Linked DNA regions of Sus scrofa: region 1 is linked to region 2. A link is a contact called in public promoter capture Hi-C data. All regions are on one chromosome and are shown on one strand. The core of a region is the stretch at or near the end of the contact, and the rest is flanking DNA. Distances in the headings are between cores, read along the strand shown. Region 1 holds the start of MAPK8IP2 (C-Jun-amino-terminal kinase-interacting protein 2). Region 2 holds the start of SHANK3 (SH3 and multiple ankyrin repeat domains protein 3).

Evidence for each region. Promoter capture Hi-C pulls out the DNA fragments that hold promoters and counts their contacts.
Region 1: a contact with region 2 is called in a promoter capture Hi-C map of fetal skeletal muscle, with 4 times the contacts expected there. The contact joins the promoter of MAPK8IP2 here to the promoter of SHANK3 in region 2. A contact is called at or near these places in 1 of 5 promoter capture datasets (fetal skeletal muscle) and 2 of 47 Hi-C or Micro-C datasets (epiblast stem cells and skeletal muscle).

Annotation. Positions count from the first base shown.
Region 1 is chr5:126,233-133,709 of Sscrofa11.1, forward strand. MAPK8IP2 (C-Jun-amino-terminal kinase-interacting protein 2) reads right to left here and starts at 4,828. Exons shown (of 13, transcript XM_021091276.1): 1 at 4,615-4,828; 2 at 3,535-3,640; 3 at 1,744-2,016; 4 at 1,522-1,615; 5 at 694-1,434; 6 at 188-691. The coding sequence starts at 4,679. LOC102161600 (a long non-coding RNA gene) reads right to left here. Exons shown (of 3, transcript XR_002343833.1): 3 at 4,941-5,703.
Region 2 is chr5:89,699-97,326 of Sscrofa11.1, forward strand. It overlaps SHANK3 (SH3 and multiple ankyrin repeat domains protein 3), which reads right to left and starts at 3,335. Exons shown (of 23, transcript XM_021091273.1): 1 at 3,185-3,335; 2 at 1,242-1,884; 3 at 711-914. The coding sequence starts at 1,523.

The DNA of each region.
Region 1 (7,477 bases), core at 3,578-6,077, 38 kb after region 2:
AGGCCCCGCCCAGCGCCCCGCCCCTCAACCGCCCCTCAACCCTCAACAGGGGCTGGGGGCAGAGCAGCCCCTCCAGATTGCCCACCGCATGAGGATCTGCGGACAGGCCCAGTCCCACCACCCTCTGGGGACCTGCATAGGCTCGGGAGGAGCCAGCCGGGGGCGCCCCCCTGCCCCTCCCACTCACTGGAAGATCGAGAGGTGCTGTTGACAAAGACATTGAGGAACTTCTTGGAGAAGGTGAGGTCCGGGCTGTCTGGGGAGGTGTCCTCGGCTCTCTGTCCACCACCCAGGAGTGCCGCGCCCGCCTCCTCCTCGCTGGCCTCGCCGCCGCTGTCTTCCTCGCTGTCGTCGCCCAGGCCGGCGCAGCGCCGCAGGCTCACCAGCTCCAGCTGCGTGTGCTCGTCCACCACGAGCGTGTACTTGACCGCGTCGTACACCAGCGAGGCGTCCAGCGCCGCAGGGCCTGTGCCCCTGCCCCCGGGAGGCCCGGCCTTGTCCTCAGCTTCCTCCTCCTCGTCGTCCTCCTCGTCGTCGTCCTCCTCCTCCGAGCAGGCCGCCGAGCAGGGGCGGCCGGGGCGGGCCGCGCGGCCCGGAGCAGCCCACAGCGGGGTGATGGTGTCCCGCGTCGGGTTGCTGAGGAAGAGGCAGGGCCCCGGCTGCGCAGCGCCGGGCCGAGGCGCCGGGGGCGCGGGGGCGGCGGCCCACACAGCGTCTCCATGTCCACCAGCTCCACGTCGCCGCCGCCGCTGCCGCCGCCGCCGCCGCCGGGCCCGGGGGCCAGCTCGGGCGCGCCGGGGGCTCCGCTGGCCGTTGCCTCGGGCTCCCCCGCAGGGCGCGCGGCGGGAGATAGGCACTGGCCGGGGCAGAGGATGGGCGAGGAGCCCTCGGAGATCATGCGGCTCACGAGGTTGCTGAGCAGCCAGGGCGAGTCAGCGTCCTCGCTGAGGTCTGGCTCCGATTCGGACCCGGACTCGTACTCGCTGTTGGTGTCGTCGGGCCCCACGGGCAGGAAGGCGGGGCGGCGCGGGGGCTCGCACGGAGGCTCCGGCTCCGGCTCGGAAGCCGGCGACGAGGCCTCCTCGATGGAGTTGGTGAGGTGTGAGGAGCGGCCGCTGCTGCTGCTGCCGTCGTCGCTACTCCGCTCCAGCTCCGTCTCGGAGATGGACGAGATCATGCGGCCCAGGCGCGCGCCCGCCACGTCCTCGGAGTCGGAGCCGGGCGAGGACAGCTCCTGGCTGCTTCGCCGGCCCCCACGGCCTGTGCTGGAGCCGCTCCCCAGGTCGGCCTCAATGCCTGGATCCGAGGAGGGCGAGGCCCCGCCTTGGGCCGGGGAGCCCGCGGGCCGGTTTCCTTCCAGGTCGCAATCTGGGCGCACAGGAGGCTGTGCCCCACAGGGGCTCATGTCCGTGGGCGGGATGGGGACGGGCGGGTCTGCGGAGCCATGGGAGGCATCAGCCAGCCCACCCCGCTTCCTCCTCCCGCACCTCCCGGGCCCCTCCCACCTGCTGCCTGGCTCACCTCTGAGGGGCTCCTGGGGGGGTGGGCACAGCACTGTCTCCTGCCAGGAGTCTGGAGGCGCTGGGGCGAACCCTCCGTTGTTGTTCAGGGAGTCCTGGAGGGGGGGGAGAGAGAGCAGCGCTGAGGAGAGGCCCCAGCTCTCGGGGGTGGTGGCACAGGCTGCCCTGGGGACCAGAGTCCCAGATGCTGGCAATTGGGATTTAGCTGAGTCTGGGTGCTCACCTGGGCTCCCAGGGTTGTCAGGTGGAGCGTGGTGGGCCGGTGCTTGTGGGGCTCCTCCAGGGAGGGAGAGGGGATCAGGGGCTCCAGAGCAGCGGTCTCTGAGCCGGGCCCTCCTCCCTCCATGCCCTCCCCTTCTCCTTCCTCCTCTTCCTCCTCCTCCTCCTCCTCTTCCTCCTCCTCTTCATTGTCATCAATCATCTCAAACTCCTGAAAGTCATCCTGGAAGGAGCAGATGGGGTGCGGCTGCTCCGAACGCCCCAGGGAAAGGCTGTCCTGGAGGAAAGAAGGACAGGGCAGAGCTAGGCCAGAGGGGGACAGTGACCCAGGTCCCAGGTCCCAGGTCCCAGGACAGGGGGAGGCAGGAAGCTGTCAGTCAAGGGAGGGAAGCCTCCCTCCAGTTCATTCTGAGCTCCAAGAGCACAGCTTTGTAAAAACTCTGCTTGCGACACATAAGGATCACTCCAGTTCTTGGTAAGTAAGAGTCCAAACTCTTAAGCCTGGGTGACAGGGATTCTCAGAGTGGCCCCAACCCACATGCCAGCCTCATTTCGCCCCTAAATTGTCACACCAGCACTTTTTCCTCCATAGCATTTTAACACAACTCATTCCCTGTAGGGTTTGGAGACTGTGTTCCCCAGCAAGCTGCAACCCCACCAGAACAGGCCCCATCAGGGCCATTGTACACTGATGGACCCTGCCCCCCACCGAAAACAGGGCCTGGCCCACAGTGGAAGCTCCGTAAATATCAAGTGAATGCATGAAGCCAAGACAGCCAGCACCCAGGGTTCACCAAGTTTGCACCAATCTCGGGGGCTTTGACCCACTAATCCCTTCCAGCAATACCTCTCCTCATCCCCTCCTATCTCCCTCATCTACCAGCTCCTGCTAGTCTTCCCTAAGGGCATGGCTGTGCACCCTTTCCACCAGAAAATCTCTCCCGTGGCCTCAGTCTCGAGTGGGTTCCCCTCATTGCACCCCATGACACCCCTCCCGTTGGAATCCAGTAGTGGAGATTCAGGTGGCTATTGCCTCTCGCATGTCTTTCTCCTTCACCAGGTTACAAGCTCCTAAAGGCAAGAGCCACACCTGTCCTGCTCTCCTCCCAGGCACCTGGAAGCCCCTATCACTTGCCACACAGGAGATTCTCAGAAATGTTCTTGAATGAAATAAACACCATGGAGAGATAGGAGCGCTCTTGTGATGTAGTGGGTTAGGGATCCGGTGTTGTCACTGCAGCAGTTTGGGTCACTGCTGTGGCACAGGTTCGATCCCTGGCCTGGGAACTTCCATATGCCACAATTGCGAGGGGGGGGGCGACGGGGGAGGGGGATGTGGAGAGATAGGGAGGAGGAAGAGAAGCAAAAGATGGAGAGAAAAAAGATTCAGGGATGTTGGCATGAGGCAGATAGAAGGTGGCTTGAGAGGTGGGGAAAGGGCTGAGGAGGAGATGAAGTGAGACAGCAGCTGGAAGGGGACAGATCTTTCTGGGACGTGCTCTGAGAGACAGAGGGCCGCACAGGGGAGGCACATCTCCCCTCTCCCAACCTAGCCCAGTGGTGCGGGCCAGGTGAAGACTGCCGGGGAAGGTCCCGAGTGGAGGGCCTACGGTCTGTTAGGAAAAGAGAGGTTTGAGATCAAGGAAGACCCTGGTCGAGAGGCCAGCGGGGAGCGGGAGGTCAGAGGACCCCTTGTTTCAAGGCTGAGCTTGGACCCACCCTCAAACCCCAGGGGAACGCTAAGCAGAGCTGAAGCAAGACTCTGCCTTGAGTCTGCCCCCAGCCCCTGGCCCACCTTCTCGCAGTGGTCCGAGTCATAGCTGAGGCCCAGACCACAGTCATCGGTGATCTCGGACAGATCCTCATCGTCAAATTCTTCCAGGCTTATGTCCTGAGGAGGCCTGGAGAGGGGACCGGGGTGAGAGAGCAAGCACAGGGCTCCTGAGAGAGCCACCCGCCCTGGACCCTTGTCTGGGAGCCGGTCCTAAGCAGGGGCCAAGGGAGACCCTCCCAGCTCCTAGGCTCCATAGTCTCCAGAGCCCCCAACTCCCAGACCCACATCCTGCCATGAACCTCAGGCTCTGCTCTGCAATGGATTTCCCCCACAATCTGAGCCATGACCAGCTCAGAGGAGCCACCAGCCCTCCAGCCCTCCTCCCTCACAGAGCCAGCAGCCTCTCCTCCCTCTGCACTCCGCTCAGGCCCCTCTGGGTCGCAGCCTCAGCCTCAGGGGAGTCAGGCTGAGCAGAGGAGGGGGAGGGGGAGCTGAAGCTGCAGCAGCAGGAGGGGGAGGGGGTCGAGCCTGTTCTAGGCGCACAGTCTGGCCACTTTGTCCCTCAATCCTTCTCAAGGCAGGCCTACACCCAGAGGTCCAGGCTAGCCCCTCTTCCCACCCTAGCCCCTTCCCCCAGGCTCCAGGCTTGATTTCAACTCTCTTCCTCCCTGAGCCCTGCAGACCTGGCCAGGCTTCCACCGAAGAGGCCCAGCAAGGCCAAAAGGACACTGCCAAGCACAGAGGGTGTACCCAGCATCCTGCGGCCTCTCGGAGGCTCAGCCACCACCTCCACCCTTAAGGGGTCGGCGGCTCGGGCTGGGTGCGGCCCTGGAACCCCACAGGAATTGGGGGTGGGAGGGTCATTGGGGCTGGAGGAGGGGCTAAGGGGAGGACACACAGGGGGAGAGCCAGAACCCGTGGGTGGGGGATGGGGAGCAGGAGTCACGAGCCTCAGGACCAACGAGGGGTCCGGGGCTTGGGTCCCCAAAGGCGATGGGGGTGGGGTGGCAGGGTCGGGTCGGAGGAGTCTGGAGACTGGGTCGGAGAAAGGGCTGTAGGAAGGGAGGGACCTGCCGAGGCCCGGGGCGCCCAAGTGCGTACCTGCAGCCTGGCGGCGACAGCGAGTGAAAGGTGGAAAGAGAAAACATCTCCGCCCGATCCGCCATCTTCTCCCGGGAAAGGCCTGCCGACCGCGGCGGGGGAGGGGTGCCTGGAGCCACAGCCCCGCACGCCCTTCGTCGCGCCCTCCCGCCCGCCCTCGGCCCGCCCCGAGTCACCTCGTGACACGCCCTGCGACACCCCGCTGCCGGCACACCTCGCCACCGGGACACCGCGGCAGCGCGAGCCGGCGGGGGGGGCGGGGGGAGGAGGGAGGATCCGGGGGGAGGGGAGGAGGGCGGACCCGGGGGAGGGCGAAGGGGCCGGCGGGGAAGCTGGTTGGTGGAGACGAGATGGTTTGACTGAGAGACTCGGTTGGGGAAGGATCGGGTGTGCGGTTTGGTCTCCTCGGGGCGGGGGAAGGTGAGAAGCGGATTGGTGGGGATGAGGGATCCGTTCGTGCGCTAAGAGCTTAAACGAGGAAACTGCGATGGAGACGTCGGCCCGCAGACCTCTGGTTAACTGGTCTGGGGAGGTGGGACAAGGAGACAGGGGCTCGTGGAGGGGTGGCTACGGCCCCAGGAGCAGCACTGGCGTCCCGGGTAATCAGAAGCGTTGAGGTCTCCAGCCGAGGGCTGCGGGATTCCTACGGAAGCTGGGCTGGAGGAGCTGTCCACATCGGGGTGCTGATCAGGACTGGTCGGAGCTGTCCCACAAAGGGTGCTGATTGGGCCCACGGAGATTTCTCCCTAAAACTTGCTGACTCGGGCTGGAGGAACTGTTTCCCCGACGGGTCCTGATCAGAGCTGGAGGAAGTGTTGCCCAACTGCTGAGCAGCGTTGAGCAGAAGCCGGAGCCCAAGGGAGGCTGATCCAGGCTGGACCCAGATGTGACTGTATAGAGGATGCTGATTGGGCTAAAACTGAACTTGCAGTACACAGTACAGATTGCACAGGCTGGAGGGAGGTGTTGATGGATATTGCGTGAAGTGATAACCCTGAAGCTCTGTCCATTAATTGGAAACACTGTTTCTTGAGTGCCAGCTATGTAATTGACTCTTTAGGGTACCAACATTTTCTGGCCTTTGTGGAGCTGTGTGGGAAGAGAAATGGCTGAAATCAGCTCAAGGAATCACATGAGGTGAGGGTTGGCTGGTGTTGGCAGTTGGGGAAGGACAGATCGGAGTTGTGGCATGGGTATTACAGACAGGTTGGAAGGACAGCTTAGGGAGACTTTGTGGAGAAGACTTGGCTAAAGAAGGAGGCTGGCATTTCAACGAGGCTGCAATGAAATGACCCTTTTCCCCCTTGATGGAAATTACGTGCCATAACATTTCTTTTCTTTCTTTCTTTCTTTTTTTTTTTTTTTTTTTTTTTTTTTTGTCTTTTTAGGCCTGCACCTGAGGCACATGGAGGAGTTCCCAGGCTAGGGGTCGAATCAGAGCTGCAGCTGCCAGCCTACACCAGAGCCACAGCAACACCAGATCCGAGCCGTGCCTGCCACCTACACCTCAGCTCACCACAAGACGGGATCCTTAACCCACTGAGCGAGGCCAGGGATCGAACTTTCAACCTCATGGTTCCTAGTCAGATTCGTTTCCCCTGCGCCACAACAGGAACTCCCCAGCATTTCTTTGTCTAAGTTATTTTTGTGGAAAATTATCTCTGAGGAAAGGATTAGGCACTTGAGTGACTGATGCCTGGAAGCCACAGGGCAGAAGGAGCTCATGAAAGTTGGGAAAGGTGACATCATTCTTTGGGTGGCAATGATTCCGGCCCAGAGAGAAGGCCTATGCTCAGAGACAGATGGTGCCCTCATTTGTGGCCCGACTACAGTTTATATTTTATCTCCAATTACAGTGTTTTTTCTAAGAATGGCATTTATAAGGGCATGTTTCCCTCCGCAGTGGCTGAGAGTTACAGGAAAGCAGAGACACTGATTTATATCTCTTTGAACCTCCAAGCTCCAAGCACAGTGCCTGGCACATGGTAGGGGCTAAGCAAATATATGTATGAATAAATACATGAATGAGTCAGGGCTTACAGGCCCTACCGGGTCTGGGGCATTAAATCCTTGTCATCATGTTGTCTTTTCAATTTTTTTTTTTTTTTTTGGTCTTTTTGTCTTTTGTCTTTTGTTGTTGTTTGTTGTTGTTGTTGTTGCTATCTCTTGGGCCGCTTCCGCGGCATATGGAGGTTCCCAGGCTAGGGGTTGAATCGGAGCTGTAGCCACTGGCCTACGCCAGAGCCACAGCAATGCGGGATCCGAGCCGCGTCTGCAACCTACACCACAGCTCACGGCAACGCCAGATCGTTAACCCACTGAGCAAGGGCAGGGACCGAACCCGCGACCTCATGGTTCCTAGTCGGATTCGTTAACCACTGCGCCACGATGGGAACTCCGTCTTTTCAATTTTTGAAGAATTAAGAACATTCCTTATTTATGAGGTTCAAGGAGTCTGGATGTAATAACCTCTTTGACTTTCCCCCAAAATCTCTGGATCTCATTCTAGAATTCACAGAGGGTTTTGACCCAAACTTCCCAGATTTCCTTTTGATCCTGAGTCTTGTCACCAAACTGGTTAACTTAGACATCCACATAAGTGACCCATCAAACACTCTTGACTTCTGATGGTCTATGGTGCACGAATGGTGCAGCCAGTACAAGACACAAACTCGACTGGACCTATGTGGTATAATTGCAATAACAACGCAGTCTCAGCGAGCCTGACCACCCACCATCCTAAAAGGCCAGAGGACACCGACAATTCTCTCATAGATTAGAAAATAAGTAAATGCAAACCAGAGTCCCTGCTGTGGCACAACGGGATTGACAGATCTCTGGGGCACTGGGACGCAGATTCAAT
Region 2 (7,628 bases), core at 2,085-4,584:
GCCCCTGCCTGCCAGCCACACAAACCCATACACACTGCCACGGACGCCACGGACACGCAGGTCAGCTGTGCTGCATGCCCAGCTCTGCCTCCGCCTCATCCCCGAGATTCCCTGGAAACCTCCGTCCTCTTCCAAGGCCAGGTTCCAGGCTTACCTTCCTAGACTCCACCTGTCTGGGTAAATCTGTCCCTACTCGCCTGTGCCACCACGGAGGCCAAGCCAGCTTTGAGCTCAGCCACCGTGGTGCTGGTTCGTTCCAGGGCTCTTTGGGCTTGACACCACCCACCTCCCAAACTCTGGGTCTGGGGCCCCTGCTCGCAGGGCAGTGAACAACCTTTACATCATGAATCGGGGAGCAAATGAGGACGACTTAGGTTGCCTTTCAGACAACTTCACGCGGGGCGGGGAGGGGGCAGACAAGGGCGACACGGATGTGCACACAGACGACCGCTGGCTTACTCCAGACAGCGCTCCGGCACTCACGCCTGCTCACACCCGACCGCACGCGCCGCTGGCCGCGCGCACCGCACGCGGCTCACACCTCGCACACGACACACCGCACCGGGCGCTCGGCACCCCCCGCCCCGCTCGCACACTAACTCCCCTGCCCCCACCCTCCGCGCCCCTCGCTGCCGCGCCCTCCACCGCTCCGGTCCCCGGGCTCGGCGGGGCGTCCCGCGCGCGCTCCGCCGCCCCCGGCCGCCGCTCACCTCCAGGTAGGGCAGGGGCGTGTCCAGGTTGGGCGGGTATTCCTGCAGGAGCCGCTCCTCGTCCAGGAACTTGCCGGCGCGGCCCCGGGAGGGCGGTTGAAAGAGCCCGTAGTTGAGCGCGTCCTGGAGGCTGTGGTTGAGGGCGCAGAGCACGCGCTGCTTGGCGGCCCACACCGGCGCGGCCGGGTCCAGGCGCAGGCACTTCTGCGGCGGAGCGGACTCGTGAGCAGGGGCCGGTCCCCCCGCCCCGCGCGGAGCTCCGAACCCCCCGGCCCCGCCCGACTCTCGGGCCCGGCGGCGGGGGCCGCGGCCCCTGCGCCTCCGAGTCCAGCCGGCGAGGCCTCGCCCCAAGGGCGGTGCTTCCCCGGCCCCGCCCCCGCCCGGGGGGAGGGGGAGGGTCCCGGCGGAGGCGGCGGGGGAGGGGTGAGTAGCCGCAGGCCTGGGGTCTCCCGCGCCGGGCTCCCAGCGCGCGGGTGGGGGGCTGGCAGAGGAGGGCAGGGGTGCTGCCGGGACCCGGGCGGCAAAGCTCACCGTCTGCTGCAGGTCCGGGATGCCGACGCGCACAACCACGGCGCTGGCCCCGGGGCCATCCATCCCCGCGCCCGGGCTGGGGCCGCTCGCGGCCGCGAGCTGGGCGCACTGGGGCTCCTCGCGGCGACCCGGCCCCCCCTGACCCCCCGCCGGAGCCCCGTCGGCCGCGCTGTGCGGGAGGGGGCCGGGGGGGGCCGGGGCCGGGGCCGGCGCGGGGGACAGCGGCGCCGAGGGCTCCGCAGGGGCGACAGCGGCGGCGGTGGCGGCGCGGCTCAGCTGCATCGGCCCCGGCTCCGCTCGGCGCCTGCCTTCCCCGGGGGCGGGGGCGGCGGGGGGAGGGGGCCTGAGCCGGGAGGGAAGCGGGGGTGGCAAGGGGGCTGCGCCGGAGGCGAGGGCCGGGAGGGCTCAGGGCCAGCCGAGGGTGAGGGGGACTGTGCGGGGTCGCGGGTTGAGGAGTGGGGTTCGTGCGAGGGGCTAGGGCCGCGCAGCAGGGCGGGGGCCCTAGGGGCTGCGCTGGGGGTGTGGGGAGTCCTAGGCCTCAGTGTGGGGGGAGTGGCCGAGCAGCAAGGGCCGCGCCGCCCTTCGGCTGCGGAAGAGCATCCGTGGACCACTCGGGAAGATGCGGCGAGGAGGGGTCCTGGAGCTGGGGTGGGGGCCGCGTTGGGCACAGGGACCAGAGGTAGAGCAGGAAGGGGAGAGAAAAACAGGAGAATTAATTTCCGGGGGTGGCAGCTTCTCCCCACTCTACCGACATCCCCTCCCCACCCGACTCAAGGCCCCAGAGAGATGACAGGGACCAACCCTGCCCCAGTCCTGGGGCCAGGAAGTTGGGGAGCTCGGAGCCTGGGAGGGGCCAGGAGGTCTCCCACAGCCAGAACCAATTAACCCTCCGACTTAACCCTTAGGACAATGGCCGAACAGTATTCAGCGCGGCTCCCCCACCGTAACCGAGTTTGGGGAGTTCGCTCCGGACTCTGAGGCTGGCCTCTCCTCCTCCCCCCTCCTCAGGTCCCGGGTCTGCCTAGATCCAAAGCCTGTCACCCCCCTCCAGTCACCTTAGCGACGACAGGATGGGGGCGCAACCTACAAGGAAGGGCTTAGGGGAGGGGGCGCTACTAGTCTCCACCTGTGACGGGGAAGTGAATTTTAGTTTTACGCGTTGTCGTGGCAACGCGGGAGGGGGTGATGAGTGGGCGGAAAAGAGGGGAGCGCGCAGTAAAGAAACTAGCTCTGGCACCACCGCCCCATTGGAGCATGCCATCCTCTCCCCCCCACCCCACCCCCCGCCGCCACCCTAAAGCACATCAGCCTCACAGAACTACCCCCAGAGCTGGGAAACCCTGTGCCCCCAAGGTGCCTGAAAGCAAAGAACAGTCCCTAAACGTTGAAATATCCCTGATTTTCCGAGAAATAGCTTCTGACTCCCACAGAACTCCCCCAGTATGCCTGACTCCTCGCCAAAGAACAGGCCCTGACCCCCACAGCCGCTCACCCTCTCACATGACACACAGTAACCTTCACAGAACAACCCAGCCTGCGGACCCCTGGACCCTGGTAGAAAACAGCCCAGCCGCACCTACCTCCTCCAAGAGCAGCCCTGGATCCCCTGAGCCTCCCAGAAATAAACTTGAATGAGCCCCCCCTCCCCACACACACACACACTGAAAACCACCCTACTCCTCCCGGTAAGGAAGGAAGCACCCTGACCCGCATGGAACAGTGCCTGACACCTCTCCAAGAACAGCCCCCACCCCGCAGAACCGCCTTGACTACCACAAACCCCCAATGCCCACCCCTCTGCCCCCAGAACAGCCTCTGATCACCCCAGAGCAAGGAGGAGGAGAGGGGTAGGACCAGCCCAGACCCCTGAGGGAACCCAGGCTCTCTCCTCCACATCCACCACCCCTTCAGGAAGCATCTCTGCCTCCCAGGATTCCACTGACCCTGCAGAGCCGAATCTCCAGCGCTGTCTGTGATCTGGTCCCGCTTTCTCCCCAAGCCTGAGCGGACCCTCCCTGCCTAGAAGTGTGGCCCCAGGATGTCCAGGCTCTTCCTAAGGCCACTGGTGTGGCCTGAGTGGGGGAGCTGAGGGTCCCCAGGGGCTGGAGCAGGATGGGAGGGGTAGGGGAAGGGGGGGAGCAGGAAGGGGCCATCGGAAGCCCACTTATCTGCAGGAAACACCTTGGGAAGCATGTGGCCCAGCCCTGGAGAGAGGAAACCAGTGCTTCCCGGCCCCCATCCTGTCTCCACCATCTTCCTGCCCCTGTTCTCCCCTCCCTGAGTCACCCAGGGCTTCCCCTCCCTGCCCTGCCTCATCCCTCCCACTGGCGGCTGCAAGGCCGTGGACCAGCTCAACAGAGTCCTCCATTAGCAAAAGGACCGAAAAAGGAGGCTGCACTTCTCACCACATCAGACTCAGAGCAGCCCCAGGCCCCCGAGTTCTCCCTGCAAACCTGCCTTTGGCCTGGATGGCCAGGTGCCCACCTGTCCACCCACCCTGGACCTCAGGAGGGCCCCTTCAGCCTTCCCAGGCCTCCCACCACCCCCCTGTCTTTGGTGAGTCCAGCACTGTGATTGCCAAGCTTTCGGGAATTCACATCTTTGCTGATCAGCAACCAACACACCCCTGGTCTCCGGCTCAGCTGAGCCTGCACTGCCCGTGCTGGTTCCACAGAGTGCCTGGCACAAAGCATGGGTTCATCACGAACACATTCCAAGCGTGCACCACTCCCTTGAACCCACCACCACCCTGGCAAAGGGCAAAAATTCCAATACCCAGAAGCATCTTACCCGCACGAGGGCCCCCTGTCCCTGCAACATGGGTTTACCGTGGAGAAGCCCAGGGACATACTTTTGGTGAGATTAAAAGACCCCCTGCTCCTCACCACCTCCCAGCCTAGCCCCGCCGCTCTGCTCCCCTGTCTCTGTCCTTGAAGGTGAGGCTCCTCCGAACCCCACGGCCTTTCTGTGTCCCCACTGCTTCCATCAGGGCTAAGATTCCAGAAAGACCCACAGTTCTCTCATCCCCGGTTCTCCCCACTGCAGACCTTCAGACCCATGATGTCTGTGGGAGCTCATGTGGGCAAAGCATCCAGAACCATGCCTGGCACAGGGTCAAACCTGACTGTGGATGGACCCCGCGGCTGCCCCCAGGCCCATCAGCTACAAAAAAGGCCATCTGACATCCCTGGTGCCCAAACCCTCGAGGTCTGCGGCACCAAGAGCATGGGCGCCCTGCCCACGCATCCTGGCCCTTCTTCTGGCTCTTTCTGGTGAGGATGTCTGTGTCCCCCTCCCACGCCAGCTTTGCCTCTCCTGGGGCCCACTCCTCACCCAGATCCCAACCCTTCTCTCCCTCTCATACTTTAGCCTACGTGGCCTGGCCCCACAGTCCCTCTCTTGCTGAAAACCCCACAGGCTTGCTTTCTCCCATGTCCAACTGCACTCTCCCTGAACTCTCACCCCCTTGGGTTCCATGGGGACAGAGTGGGTGTCCTGCTGTCAGGCCCTCCCCTGGCTGCCCCTGGTTTTCTTTCCCAGTAAATGCTCTTCCCCAAGTGGACCCACCTTCCCCATGCTCCCCTCCCCACTCCGATCTTTCTTCCACAGCACCCTATTGTCTACACAGCCTGTAATTCACTTACTGTGGCTTATTGTTTAGGCTCCCCCCACACCCCGCCCCCGCCAGAATGAAGGCTCCTGTGAAGAGAGAGCTTCGCGTGTCTGGTTCACAGACGTGCCCTAGTGTGGTGGTGCCTGGTAGTGGATGCTCAGCAGGCATTTGCTGCCCTTCCTCTGCAAGGTAGTCACGCCCCAGTGTCCCTCCTCAGACCAGGCCCTCTGCAAACTCCAGAGCAGCGCACGGGGCAGAGTGCTGGATGTCCAGGTGGCTGTCTGGACCTGGTGTAAATTTTGTGGGTAGTTTTTTTTTCCTTTTTTAAAATGATTTTTATTTTTTCCATTATAGTTGGTTTACAGTGTTCTTTGTGGATAGTTTTTAATTGCTTCTAGCTATTTAACGTCAATCACATATTTAGATTTTATTCATCCCGAGTCCGAACTGTTAAGTTCTATATTTCTCGTAATACAAATCTGTTTCTAAAGAATCCATTTTTCATTTGGTTAATCATCTCTATTTCTGTTTTTGTTTTCTTCTGTTTATTTCTTTTACTGTTCCAATTATTGTTAAGATTCTTTTTCAAATTTCATTAGCTAGGTGCTTAACTCAATTTTTAGTCTTTCTCTTTTTTGATAATGAGCATTTAAGGTTGCACATTTCCAAGTGCCACTTTAGTTGTGCTTATTAAGTCCTAATAAGTACTATTTTTAATTTCATCTTGTTGATTTTCTAATATCAGTTATATTGTTTGCTTCAGGAACTGCTGAAAAGTATACTTTTTTTTTTTTTTTTTTGGTTTTTAGGGTTGCACCTGTGGCATATAGAGGTTCCCAGGCTAGGAGTCGGATCAGAGCTGCAGCTGTCGCCCTATGCCACAGCCACAGCCATGCCAGATCTGAGCCACGTCTGTGACCTAAGCCACAGCTTGCGGCAGTGCAGGATCCTTAACCCACTGAACAAGGCCAGGGATTGAACCCGTATCCTCATGGATACTGGTCAGATTCTTAAGCAGCTGAGCTACAACAGGAATTCCAAAAGTATGCTTATTTAAATTTTCAGGAGTTCCCGTCATTGCTCAGTGGTTGATGAATCCGACTAGGAACCATGAGGTTTCGGGTTCGATCCCTGGCCTTGCTCAGTGGGTTAAGGATCCGGCGTTGCTGTGGGCTGTGGTGTAGGTCGCAGACATGGCTCTGATCTTACATTGCTGTGGCTGTGGTGTAGGCTGGCAGCTGTAACTCCAATTAGGCCCCTAGCCTGGGAACCTCCATATGCTGCGGGTACAGCCCTAAAAAGACAAAAAAAAAAAAAAAAAAAAAAAAAAGACCAAAATAAATAAGTAAATAAATTTTCAAAGGGATACTAGCTTTTTTGGAGAGAGGACTAACCCTTAGCTACCGATTTCTTATTTTATTGCATTATAGTCAGAGAAGGCGAGCAGCATGATTTTGATTTTTGAGATTTTGTGAGAACTTTCTTTGTAGCCAATTCAACAGGAATTGTTGGATGTTGTATAGATTATTCACGTATATTATTCGTAACATGAATTATCTCCATTATATCAAACTTGTGAATTGTATTATTCAAATCTTCTATGCCCTTTCTAACGTTCCATTTGCTCGATTTAAAAGTGACTAAGGTGGGAGTTCCTGTCATGGCGCAGTGGTTAACGAATCTGACTAGGAACCATAAGGTTGCGGGTTCCATCCCTGGCCTCGCTCAGTGGGTTAAGGATCCAGCGTTGCTGAGAGCTGTGGTGTAGGTCGCAGACACAGCTCAGATCTGGCATTGCTGTGGCTGCAGTGTAGGCCGGTGGCTACGGCTCTGATTGGACCCCTAGCCTGGGAGCCTCCATATGCCGTGGGTGCAGCCCTAAAAAGACAAAAATAAAAAATAAAAAAAATGAAAGTTACTAAGAGAAGTGGGATGAAATCCCGCATTAGCAGTCTCTCCATGAAATTTTGCCAACTTAGGATTTATATGTCTTTTCAGACTTTATTTTTAATGCTAACAGGTTTAGGATTCCTGGTAAATTATTCCTTTTTATCATTACATTGTGCCCTTCGTCATCCCTAATGGTGCTTTTTGCCTCAATTTTATTTTTTCAGTGATTAACATAGCCACAGCAGTTTTTTTGTGAGTATTGACCTCAGCTATCTTTTCCCTCCTTTTTCTTTTGTCCTTTCTATGCCTTATATTCTTAGATATGCTTCTGGTAAGCAGTGTGTGTCGCCAGATGTTTATAAAAACCAATCTTACAGTCCTTAACCTTTAATGGTGTTTCATTGTGATTATTGATATGTTTTCATTGATTTTTACCACCTCATCTGTGTTGCTGATTGGTTTGGTTTTTCTCTGGTGCTTTTTTTTCCCTTTGGGCCTCTGTTTGATCACATCTTCATTCCTCTTTCCCTCAATCCCCTTTACTTTGGAAGTTAAACATTCTCTATCATTTTCATACATATGCTTACATTTTCAACATGCATGAGTAACAAAGTCCAAAGCTAATTAACAGCGCTGCCTTCCTTCCCTGCACTAGTAAGAATTCAAGATGCTTAAGCTGCAGGTCTCTTGTTGAGGCTCCTCGTGGAGTCACGTGTCAACCCAGCTGTTCATTCACTTTCCTTCTGTCTTGAATTTTCTTTTCTGAGAGTAGTGACAAATTCTTTCAGTCTTTTTCTTTAAAATATCTTATTTCTTTTCTTTTTTTTTTTTTTTTTTTTTTGCTTTTTAGGGCCACACCCATGACATATGGAAGTTCCCAGGCT